2 separate regions of the Sus scrofa genome follow, and region 1 is linked to region 2. A link is a contact called in public promoter capture Hi-C data. All regions are on one chromosome and are shown on one strand. Each heading gives the region's core, a stretch centred on a gene start, on an enhancer-like site or on the middle of the called end of the contact. The rest is flanking DNA. Distances are from core to core; before and after follow the strand shown.

Region 1 (2,700 bases), core at 176-2,675, 970 kb after region 2:
ATATCTTAAACAGTATCAGTTTATTGTTCGTCTAAAGCTATCTGAACGTGAAATTAAAACTTAAGGCTTTCCTAAATTTATACAGTTGGATGGGCAAGGTGCCAACATCCTAGCCTTTACATTTTCCCTCCAGGATAAGGAATCATATGGGTAAGTCATAATCATATGGACTTTATGTTAAACTCATAAAACAACACAAATTTCTTATTCACTTATTTATTTGGTGTTTTGAGGGCCGCACCCGCGGCATATGGAGGTTCTCAGGCTGGGGGTCGAATCCGAGCTGTAGCTGTTGGCCTAAGCTCCAGCCACAGCAACGCGCCATATCCGAGCAGAATCTGTGACCTACCCCACAGCTCACCGCAACGCCAGATCCTTAACCCACTGAGCGAGGCCAGGGATCCAACCCGTGTCCTCATGGATACTAGCCTGGTTAGTTAACCACTGAGCCACGACGGTAGCTCCACAAATTTCTTCTACACGGAATTGTAATAAAGGAATGCCACGAAAATTCTAGATAACGATGCTGCCATCGAAATTCTTTTGTTGATACAATGAACCCTGGGATAGTCACTCAAAGACGGTGGACGCCTTGACATTTTACCCTGCCACAGGCTAGGGAAGGCTTCTCTCCATGGCATCGGTGGGTGCAGCCCTCAAGGCCAGAAACCTGAGAAACACAATCAAGTAGTCAAAACAGCACCCTTCCGGATAAGAGCTGGGTTCAGAGAATGAGGAATTCTTGAAAGGATTTGCCCGAAAATGTTACCGCAAAACAGAAACTAGTAATAGCGACTTCCCATTTATTTTGCATAACAATTAAAATGTGCGAAGTTCATAAAGGCTGGGCAGGACGTCACCCGCGAGTTCACAGCCCCGCCCTCAGCCGCGGGAACCTTCCTCCCAGGGTGCAAAGCAAACTCGCCTCCCGCCCCTCCCACCGCTCAGGGCAGGTCAAACCCCCGCCACCCGCCTCGGAAGCCGCCCTCGGCGCGGGCGCAAGGGAGAACGGGACACCCAGACTTGCTGGTCCCTAAAGACCAACCTTAGCGTCCCGGTTCTGTCACACCCGCGGTGGGTCTCAACTCCGACTTCTGAAGCTCTTTCCCCCCCGTCACCCCAAGACCCACCAGCCTCGTTTCCTCCTCTTCCTCGGGCTTCCACCACGGACCGGGTAGTCCGTGTTACCTAATGATCGCTCTCCAGTCTCGTATTTACATTCTGCTTGCCCTTTGCCCACCGGAAACGGAAATTATGCCCGACCTCCTACCTGCTTGCCTTTGGTGGCGGGACTTCTAAAAAAGGGGGCACGCCGACCTGGGGTGTCCGAACTCTCCAGAGAAAGGAGCAGGCAAGCCGAGACTCTGCGCCTTTCTCAGCCGCAGTCTTTTCCCTGGTACCACAAATCCCAGAAGTCACTGCGGCCGCACCGACCCCATGACCCTCCGCGGCTGGTATGCAGGGAGCGCCCTCTAGCGGTAAACGAGGGCCTACAACGCAGTAGTGCAGGAAACCAGCTGCGCAAGCTGAGTGTGCGCGCGGAGAGAACCGCCCTGGCGGTACCGGGCGACCCATGCAGTCAGCAGACGAGGCGCATGAGAACAGTTTGGGGAGGGTGCTTTACAGACTAAGTTGATGAGGTCGGTCAGTCGCAGAGGACAGAAAATAAATAAATGGAGACACGTTAACTCAGGGAAGTGTTCAGGAAATTGAAAAATGAAGATGGTCGATCTCAATGTCTGTGCAAAGGAAGATCATTTTTCTAGACCTGATTTTCTCAACTTCAATGCTGCAACATTTCGAACTGAATAATTATTTGTTGGGAAAAGGGGGGCTCTCCCGTGCGCTGCAGGGTTTTAAGGGCATCCGCCGTCTCTACCCATTAGCTGCCATTAGCATCCACTATCACCCCTTCATTTGTGACACCAAAAATGCTTCCCTCCACACGTTGGCAAATGTCTCTGGCAGAAAGATGGGTCCTCCACCTCTGCCCCATTGAGGATCACTGATGTGAGACAATAATTCTCCAAAGTTTATCCCAAGACCCCCAGGGTCGTCCAGATCCTTTCAAAGTCAAAACTCTCATACTAACATAAAGGCATCCTTTGCCTTTTTCACAATGTTGACATTTGTAGTGAGAGTGGAAAAGCAATGATGGCTAAAACCACCAGCACCTCAGCACATCAAGGCAATGATACCAAGCTGTACTAGCAGTCATTGCAAGCATCGCATTTACTGTAAGAAAGAAAAAAAAAATGCTGTCACTCAATGTCCTTGAGAAGCAGTAAGAATTATTTTATTAAAATAATCCAAGGAGTTTCCATAGTGGCTCAGTGGTTACGAATCCGACTAGGAACCATGAGGTTGCGGGTTCGATCCCTGGCCTCGCTCAGTGGGTTAAGGATCCAGCGTTGCCTTGAGCCATGGTGTAGGTAACAGGCAGCTCAGATCTGGCATTGCTGTGGCTGTGGTATAGGCCAGTGGCTACAGCTCCTATTAGACCCCTAGCCTGGGAACCTCCATATGCCACAGGAGCGGCCCTAAAAAAGGCAAAAAGTCAAAAAGACAAAAAAAAAAAAAAAAAAAATCCAAGTACATATTTCCTTTTTAATATTCTGTATGACAAAATCAGAGATACTGATAATGTGACTTTGCTATATAATGAAGTATGATGTCTCAAGTTAAAAGCACATGTGAGGA
Region 2 (2,700 bases), core at 134-2,633:
AGTAGCATAGTATAATACATATAGCAACAAATAACATAGTCATCTAATTCTTAACTCTGTGCGAAGTCACATTGTGCGTTTGTAAGTAGGACTTCAAAACAACCCAATAAGAAATGGAAGAAAGGCTGTTTCTAAAGATAAGTAGTGAGTCTGGCCTCCCTACCTTTCTCTCTCTCAGTTTTTAAATGGGCTCAAGCAATTTGAAAACCAAAATTACTGGACAGAAATAATTACTGGGCAGAACTGAGATGCCTTATGTGGTGAGGGTAGGTAAATTTTTGTGAGGTTGTAACAATGGCTCTTTTTTATGCCCTGGAAGTCCAACATTAAACATCCACTTCCATCAGGGACTTTGGAATTGCAATATATCGAATGAGCTATGCTTTATTACATGCTGATGGAAGTAATCACGGCATAGTCACGCATTGCAGATGCTAGCAACTTCTTCCCTTTTGATGTAAAATATAACATGAAGTCTTTGCATTAAAGTCAGAGGTATAAAATCTGCTAGCATCTGTAAATATTTTATTCTTTAGGTACTCCCCGGTGCTGAAAATAAAATGTAGAGAACGTTGCCTGAATTTCTGAAATAACCTCCGACCAAGAAGAAACCACCCAGTTTCTTTATCATAACAGCTCCCCCTGCTGCTTCAAAGTGAGGCTTCGTGCCTATTTGCCGTTTTCCCTTCAGTCTTTGAGGGGCTCTGGAAGCATGGCTGGAAAACATTATCCTCAACTGAACCGTAGCCAGGAAAGTCTCAGGAGGGAATTCTTTCCTGACATAAAATTAAACCTGGCTTCAGCATATCTTCGGGGGGAAAAAGAAGGAAAACTTACTGTTGATGTTTCTTGGCTGGGCTTTCTTTCTGTTCTTAAAGCAACATTATTTTAGAAATCTGTAACAAAACCTGTCATCTGCCAAGTCAGCCCAAGCATCCCAGCCTCTCTCAGCTCAGCTCAGCTTTCTCGATCTTGCCTCCCTCCATGCAAACTGGGCGAAATTTATTCAAAAACAGATGCCTTTTAACTCACCTGTGGTAGAAGCAGTGACTGTCTCTTCCTTCCGTGGAAGGGAATCTGATGCCAAAAGTCCCACAGAGTCCAAGGCAGAGTGGCACCGATGTGGTGGTAGAGCTGCCAAGCCACAGAGTAACCAGGCCTCCAGGTGACTTGTCTTTTAGCCTTGCTGGATTGATAATTGTTGCACGACTTCAGCAGTGGCTCAGGAGCAACTGGCTGCAGGCAATATATTTTCAGGTCCAACTGGATGCACGGCTTATTTAGAGCAGAAAATCTGGGTGCTGTGGCCGTAGGAGGCCTCTGCCTCTCTGTGCCTGTGGAAGATGGTGTGATGAAGATTACTGTGTGACCTGATGCCACTGGAAGGAAGGTGCTGGGTTATTTATTCACCCAAGAGGCAGATGTTAGAATCACTGAGTTAAAAAAAAAAAAAATTGCCTCAATCCAGGGCGCTGATGCTCTGGTGGGTGAAAGACATCTTGCATCTCAAGCTGAGGCCAGATATACTGTTATCTACCAACCCAGTGCTGGTCCAGAGTCACCTTTTTCTCTGCCTTTCTATTCCCATCAAAAACAATGACTTAGAAAGTTTGTCAGTGGGTATGAGAGTATTACAGCAAGGGAACTGACACCATCAGAAGTTTTGTAGCACGCAGCATGATCATTATAGGTTCTGGAATGTTCAGGCACTGGTCTCTGGCTCTGAATGTGCTACTCTCATTAAAATGTATTTCTAGGATAAGAGAATGGTGTTTGGTATCATCTGTGCAGACCAGGAAACAGCATAGGACACACTTCACATACTCTGTTAGGAAGTGGCTGAGATGGGGGCTAACACACTGAGAACTTGCCTGCATGGCTTGGGTTTAAGACCTACTCCTAATTGTTTTCCTTGCTTAAGAACATCTCCCTCAACTGGCTTATGTAAGAGACTGCTTTTTGGATACGAAGGTATTCTCCATCTGAGACATTCATTTATCATTGTTATTATTATTTTGGCCACGTCCTATGGCATGCAGAAGTTCCTGGGCCAGGGATCAAAACCACACCATAGCAGTGTCTTAAGTTATAGCAGTGATAATGCCAGATCCTTAACCTGAAAGGCCACCAGGGAACTCCCTGAGACATTCATTCAAAATCTAAATATTTCAAGATAGTAAAGTAACATTATAGTGAACAGTGTTTTTAGCGGGAACAGTTAGCCAGTTAACTAACCACGCCCTGATGATGGGGATGACATTGGTGATTGGGAAGTGCTTCTTTGAAGAAGGTAGGTTGAGGCAGAAGGCTCAAGCCAGAGGCAGTGGGTGTTGAAGGGAGGGTTTTGGGGAGACAATAGGTGGGGAGACCTGGGCCTCTCTGGGACAAAATGAGAGCACTGTGAGCTAGCATTTGGCCAACAAGGATGGAAATCGTGAGGTCCATGAGGAGATAGGTTCAAGGAAGAGAGTAGAGTCGGAATATAAAATCACCTTCTCTCTCATAGTTTTCTGAGCCTAACCTGAGAACTGGTCCTGTTTTCCTCAATATCCAGATACTTACATAAAGTGATTTCATTGTTCCTCACCCTAATAGGTGATTTTCCCCTCCACTTGCTTGTGTAGGTCTCAGAATAAAGACTGGAGAGTTGGGTCCCAAAAGAGAGGGCCAGTTGTCACGACTTTAGCCTGCCTGTCATTG

The links. Promoter capture Hi-C pulls out the DNA fragments that hold promoters and counts their contacts.
Region 1: a promoter capture Hi-C map of fetal liver shows a contact between it and region 2, with 3 times the contacts expected there. The contact joins the promoter of TTC33 here to the promoter of DAB2 in region 2. A contact is called at or near these places in 2 of 5 promoter capture datasets (fetal liver and fetal skeletal muscle) and 1 of 2 datasets of contacts at active chromatin or transcription factors (alveolar macrophages).

Annotation. Positions count from the first base shown.
Region 1 is chr16:25,740,537-25,743,236 of Sscrofa11.1, forward strand. It overlaps TTC33 (tetratricopeptide repeat protein 33), which reads right to left and starts at 1,426. Exons shown (of 5, transcript XM_021076656.1): 1 at 1,271-1,426.
Region 2 is chr16:24,775,554-24,778,253 of Sscrofa11.1, forward strand. It overlaps DAB2 (disabled homolog 2), which reads right to left and starts at 1,384. Exons shown (of 16, transcript XM_021076650.1): 1 at 1,033-1,384. The region is part of intron 2 of LOC102163534 (a long non-coding RNA gene); the gene reads left to right.